Regions from separate parts of the Macaca mulatta genome. Here region 2 is linked to region 1. A link is a contact called in public Hi-C data. All regions are on one chromosome and are shown on one strand. Each heading gives the region's core, a stretch centred on a gene start, on an enhancer-like site or on the middle of the called end of the contact. The rest is flanking DNA. Distances are from core to core; before and after follow the strand shown.

Evidence for each region. A called contact is a pair of places that touch in the nucleus more often than the background predicts.
Region 2: a Hi-C map of cortical neurons shows a contact between it and region 1, with 6 times the contacts expected there. The contact joins two enhancer-like sites. A contact is called at or near these places in 5 of 14 Hi-C or Micro-C datasets (cortical neurons, fetal cortex germinal zone, fetal cortical plate and 2 more).

The regions. Positions count from the first base shown.
Region 1 is chr3:111,354,919-111,358,248 of T2T-MMU8v2.0, reverse strand. No RefSeq gene overlaps it. Among named protein-coding and RNA genes, the nearest start is that of AGR3, 37 kb to the left of the region's middle. Within about 2 kb of position 1,303, at least 7 of the 40 cell types and tissues checked have an H3K27ac peak or open chromatin away from gene starts, as enhancers often do. A contact at or near this core is called in cortical neurons, where this site is marked.
Region 2 is chr3:111,565,204-111,568,479 of T2T-MMU8v2.0, reverse strand. All of the region lies in intron 10 of BZW2 (basic leucine zipper and W2 domains 2), which reads left to right. Among named protein-coding and RNA genes, the nearest start is that of TSPAN13, 52 kb to the right of the region's middle. Within about 2 kb of position 1,644, at least 6 of the 40 cell types and tissues checked have an H3K27ac peak or open chromatin away from gene starts, as enhancers often do. A contact at or near this core is called in cortical neurons, where this site is marked.

The sequences.
Region 1 (3,330 bases), core at 54-2,553:
ACCTGGTGTGCTTAGGCTTGCTTGGCTACTTTGAAGTGTTCATTGGCTTGGAGCTATTTATGTTAGCATTTTAAGCATTCTATAATCACCAGAAGATATTTTTGAGGTACAACAATTCTGAAAGTCCCTATTTTAAGATTCTGATTGTTAGGGGGTTAAATTATTGAGGAAGAAGATCTGTGAAAAGTATTATAAAGTATTTAACCTATGTAGACTTTGGTGAATATTATTTGACCTGAAATTAAGATGCTCCCTCTATTATTCCCAAGATGCTGGTGTGTGTCATGAAGGAGATAAAAATCATAAGGGCCTGCATACCACAGTGGTTTCAGTCTTCAATATGTTACTTCAACAATTTCCAGGAAGCCGTAACTACTTACTGTGGGAAATTATAGAACTGGTTAAAGCATTGTCACAAAATGTGTGATGTAACATACACCCTACCCTGCAGGCACAAAATGGTCCAGAACCTGTTCCGCAACACTAGAACCTTAGTATCTTCATGAATAGAAAGTGTTTAGATGGGCTGTCAGTGCTGATTGTGAAGCCAGGAGAGTTGCTTACCCCAGGGTTTACTGAAAGTGATGTGGAATGCATGGTTGTTTATTGTGGTCTAGATGTGGAATGTACTGGCAGATGCAAAGGTTTTCTACTATTTGCATGAGGACAGTGAGACGCAGAACTTTCACAACAAGTCAGGCAAAGCAAATTTATTATTCACTGATAGACAGCAAAAACATAGTCTAGGATCCATGGAGAGCTGGTTCCCCAGGGCTCAGGAAAGCTCTCCAGTGTGAATAGTCTTGTCCGTGCATGTCCCATATTGTACTGCAGTCAAGGGACCCCCAAAGCACATCATCTTGTATTTTGCACCTTGGGTATCACTTGCTCCCTGGGCTCAAGTATTGCAGAATATCCTCTTCTAGAGGTTCATAGCTCTGGCTATTCTAGCCTGTTTCTTTTTTTCTTATGGTAATGCACTCTGAACAAATTCTACAGTTCTGAGAACTACAAGTTGCAGAGGGGAGAGCTGGGTCGAAAAAGGCCATCCGAGGACCTGCCCTCCTACAGCAGGGACATTTGTATCCAAAGATTGCTCCCTATAGGGGAGCAGCAACTTGGGAGAAAAGACCTAATACTTAAGGGCCAAGGAAGGAGTTGCAAGTGATCACTCAGCATGGAGAAGCATCTGCCCGAGTCAAGGGAAGTTTACGAGAGAAATCCCCAGTGTGCATCTCTGTGAAGAACCCACAATGGTATTTCTACAAGTGAGTCATCCTTACTTCTGCCAGACCCAGAGAGTTGCAAGCTGTCTTTGGTACCATTTCAGGCAAGATATTTCTCATCCAGTTTCAATACTTTGCTCTTTCTCATTTTGTACCCCGCCCTTCACTCCATTCAGGAAGAAGAAGAAACTAGCTAGGAAACAGGGAAGGAGATAGGAGGGAGAAAAGTACAAGTGGGAGAAATACAAAATAATCCATCTGTGCCTCTTTCTCCTATTGTAGGTTTAGCCTGAAGCCAGCCTGAGCCAAGAAAAGGGAGAAGGTTTTGCTGTTTAATCAAAGTAGGAGTTTTGATTTATATTTTGTACTGAAAGTTTTATTTTTTGAAATTAGTCTGTTGGCCACTTCCAATGTATGTAGAACTGTGTTACCTAAGAATGAGCAGAAAAAGCATGGGACATGCTCTTAATCCAGGGGCCAAGAAAGATTACTCCCACTGGATATATTTTAAAAGGCGTCAGGAGGCAAAAAATAAAGCTGTGTTTTGCATACAACATGACATATGCTTAGTCAACACACCAGAAATAGTATCAAAGGGAAGAACACTGATGGGCCGTGGTGCTAGGAGTTGGGCGGAGGGCAGCGCAGTGTGAAGAATGAATAAATTGGAAGCGATGCTTTTGTATGTTGGGGCCTCTTGGGGTTGCTTTTGTCCTTATGTTCCCTCCCATGTGACCTGTGGGATCTGCCATGCTTAGGAGCTTAGGAAGGCCTCTCTGCCGCAGGGATGCCTGAGAGAGCTCTCTCTAAGCTTGGGTCTGTCCTGATTTGCTGTTGAAAAGGTGAAATGACAAGGGCTAATGTTCAGATGTGGCTTCCAGTAGAGGGACTCTGGTTTTTGTGTTATGCCAGAAAAACAACATGGTCTAGTCCAGTCCATGAGGGTTGATCCTAAGTGCCCGGGAATAAAGTCTTATTGAATTTATTAAAACCACCGTCATGTGCTTCAAGTGTTCCTTCTTCTCCTGAGGGTGATGGCATCAAATGACTGAATGAGAAAATGGAGCAATGGGTTCTGACCAGTCCTCAGTTTATCTTTACTTGTGAGATGGCTAACAATTTTTTTTTTTTTTTTTTTTTAGAGAGAAGAAAAAACTCTCATATAGCGTTCAATTTGTTAAAAACAGATAACCTTTACAGATCCTTACGTAGGATGTGCCTGTCAGAAAGATTTAGAATACTTACGCTGTGCTCTACTTCCTTTTTCTTCAACTTTTGCATTATTATCAAACTGTTTACTCAGAATAGTGTCATAACAGAAAATGACTATCTGATCGTGGAAAGGTCAAATTTCAAGTATGCAAATAACCTATTTCTTTCTCCCTTCTTTGCTGCTGGAGTTTAGCTTCCTTTTGTTTCACACAGTAAATGGAGTTGGCGTGATTTCTGTGTTTCAGGGTGCCTTTCATTCTGAATGTTGTGCAAAGTCTTTGTCCTACACAGTTTGACTCAATGGAATATCACCTTACACTCTTAACTTTTCCCAAACAGAAATAAGGTCAAACTTGTTTTAAGCTTTGACTGAATTCTGAATACAACTGGCACTTAGGAGTTAAATGAACTTAGCTCTCTGAATGGTTTGAGTGAGGGCCACCTGCATGTTCAGTGGTTTCAGGTTATCTGCCTCAATAGTCATCTTGTAAACCTGTCTTTGAATGTCTTTCCAAAATGCTGGGAATCCTAGGGCACTATGGCACTATGTGTGATGTGGGGTGACATGGTTGAGGATGTGGGCCTTGGAGGGAGTCAGTTCTCACTGGATCCTGGTTCTACTCCTTGCAGAGATGTGTGAGTTGGGCAGAGAACATAATTTACCTATCTGTTTTCTCCTGTTTAAAATGAAAATAATAGCCTTTAAATTTATCAAGATAAAGGAGAAAGCTGATGTGAGGGTGCAGTAAAGTGCCTACCAATAGAAAATACCCTATCCATGTTAGTTAATAATAATGAATGTTTTAAAACATTAGTAAATAATGTTTTAAAAGCTGTTTCCATGAGTTAATTGAATTAAATTTCTTAGGATTGCAGAACCTTAAACATACCC
Region 2 (3,276 bases), core at 395-2,894, 210 kb before region 1:
TGATTGTTCCATACCACATTAAGAGCATTACTGTGTTAACTATGTTTACCGTCTTGTCTCTTTTTTGCCAGATTTTTACTTTCACCTTATTTTGTCCACCAAACACTTGTGCACCAGGAGACATGTATTTGATTTGTTTCTGTAAAGATCTGATGCTCTCATTCTGTGTTTTATATGCCTAGAAAGACTTAATAAACAGTGAGTGTTAAAGCACTCTTTTCCTAATATGCCTAAGAATTACCCAGAGAGCTTGGTATAAAACACAGCTCCCCCAGAGATTCTGATTCAGTAGGGCCAGGATTGGGCCTGAGAATTTTCATTTTAGCAAGTTTCCAAAGTGATGCTCTGACTGTTGTACCAGGACCACTGGTGTAAAGTATATAGAATTCAAGAAGCAACAGATGCTATGAACTCCAGTAACATGTTCAAGATTATACTTACCTTTGATTTCATGTACATATCCACATCTTACAAATATGGAATAGTGTCTTCTCTGCTGCTTTTACCAAGTTTCTGTGGATTCCTTTAGTTTGTCATAAGGAACATAGTTTTTAAAATGTGGTTTTTAAAATGTAATGGAAACCGTTGCTCCTTTTTAATTCTCATTTTTATCTCTCTCTTACACACACAGCACACACAAACACATACATGGACATACACACACACAGCTCCCCTTTCCCAACATGTCCAGAACTTGAGGATAACAGAAACTTGGGCATATGATTAGCCATGGCAAATCCAATTACTTAATTGAATATCATTATTGAAAGATTTATGAATCTTTTATATAAATAACAGTGGAATAAAAGCAAATTAAATAATACTAGTCAGCAAAGAAAAAAGTGGTGATGGGTCATTTTGCAAAGATTCTCTTTCTGTATTAAAATCTAGATTTGTATATTTCAGGCAGTAAGAAAGAGTAAATCCATTGCTAACTTTCAAGCATCACATTATTGACTTTTAAAAATAATTTTCTCTTCTTTTTTTCCCTGAAGATAAGTCCCATAGACTCAGCATGGTCTAAAACATATAAAACTACCTTGTCAAGTACTGTTATTATCTCTGTCATGGGTTTTCTTGTTTGCAGAAGTTTTTTAGGTTAAATTCTATCCTGCATGCAAATTTTTCTAAAAGGAGTTTTTTATTCTAGTTCTAAAAAAGGGTGAGTGCCCTTCTCAGCATATATTCCCAGCATTCTTAGGGTAAATTATTTTTGACTTGTGTCCCTATGTGACATTCCTAATAAAAAAATTCTGAATTTCAAGAGTTTCAAGTGACATAGTTTTAGACTAACTTTCTAAATAACTAACATGATCTAAAATTTAGCAGTTCTCAAGCCACTTTTACAATATTGTCTCTTTGATCCTCATGAATACATTAGAACTCTACAAATTGAGAAATATTTATTTTTTTCTCATCAAGTTAACAAATTTATTCCTTATACATGTGTTGAATAGATACTATAGGGCAGGTGTTTCATTAAATGCTGGAAATGAGATGAACAAAATATAGTGCCTGACTTCCTGAATTTCAGGATGTAGAAGAAAACAAAGAATTACAGTCACCATGTCAATTGCTGAAATAAGCCTCACACAGAGGGTGTCAGAAGGAATAGGACCACAGAGGAAGGGCACCTAACTTGTTAAAGCTAATTTGGAGGGGGAGAAGTGAAGGCTCTCGAGGTGCATGCATCTCACCAAACATTGTGAAGAAGTTGGCCAGATAGAAGGGAAAACATATATGCCAGTCTCTATGTGCCATCATACAATGTCTTCCTTTCTTACTGTCTTTTACTGTTATTCTGTATTCCTAAGAGGCATTTGTGGAATATCCCACCAAACATGATTTCTCAGTTTTAATTAACTCTTTTCCCCACTTTATCCTTAGTGAGGGAAAAAATTGTCTGATTCTTTATCCCTCAAGGAGTTCTTTCCTTTTCAGACCTTTCCTTTCACTAAATAGAAGTTGAATTTCTTCTTACACTCTTTGATGTTAATGCTTTGCCTCTGTGGTGTTCCATGTAGATACTTCAGTAGCTTTTAGTTAATAATTCTCCGGTGCTAGAAGTTTGATCTTTCAGCAAGTAGTTATTACCAAACTGGGTTCTTCTAAGAACTCAACATTACACCATTAATATGTAGACTCCTCTTATTTTAAATTCTCCTTCCTATTCTTAACATTAAATATTCTCAATTAATGGCAATTTAAGAATATCAAGGTACAAGATTTGCAGTAAACAATGCATTTGATAGGTTTTGCCTGTCATTTAGTGTGCTTTTCACAAGCACTGACGTCGACAAGCATTTCAGTAGTTGCATGGTCTCTTTCAGCCTCTGTGGGGCAATAAAACACAGGAATGAGCTCTCAACCTTCAAAAGGAAAGCTCAGACAAATAGTATCACTAAACTGCAGTCTACATCAGCTTTCCAACCTGTACTTTGTATCATCCTCAGTTCAGTAAGGTGTGGAGAAAAAAATCAATTCTCCTTTCCATGTTTGTCACAGTTTAAAATTATATTGTTTGTTTAGAACATTAATAACGATAGTTCAGTAGTGCATGAATATAATTTATAAACTCAAAAATATACATACGTTGGGTGTATATGCCCAAAATTATTCTACAGACAGGAAGACATGATCCAGTTTGATAATTACGGATCTAATCACAAGCATCTTAAAGACAAATTACAAATTACATAAAAGGGACTTTTAAAATCTCTGTTAATGTTCTTTAAAAGTCTCTGCAAGGCAGTCTTGCATAATAACAGGTCAATTCCTTGGGACACAACTGCCTGCTCCTCAACTCTATGACAGTTAGGCTCTGATGGCTAGTAGAAATTTCTTTTATCTCAGTGGAGAGCTGGAAACAAAGAGCTAAAATAATTAGAAGCTAAGAGTAATTCTATAGGACCCCTGATTGTAACTCTTACATCCAGTCTCTATAAGTAAATTCAGACTTCTTGCTTCGTTTGCAAAATGTAGTGTTTTTAGTGATAATAATAAACAAGTTTTTTTAAAAAAAACCAACTTTTATTTTCATAAACAAATCTTGTTCATTTTAGTCAGGTCAGTCTCTTCAATTTAATCCAAGAACATTTTCCAAGAGCCAATAATTCTTTAAAAATAAAAAGCCAGTGTTTTTGTTATGAAAATATCAGTGATGTTTTAAATGAAAACAGTATTAAACTGTTTCTGTCATTTTCATAAGTTGAAATTACATTTTAACTGAAAATATATCATTCGAGTAATTTATTAACATTATATGGCTTTATCAGT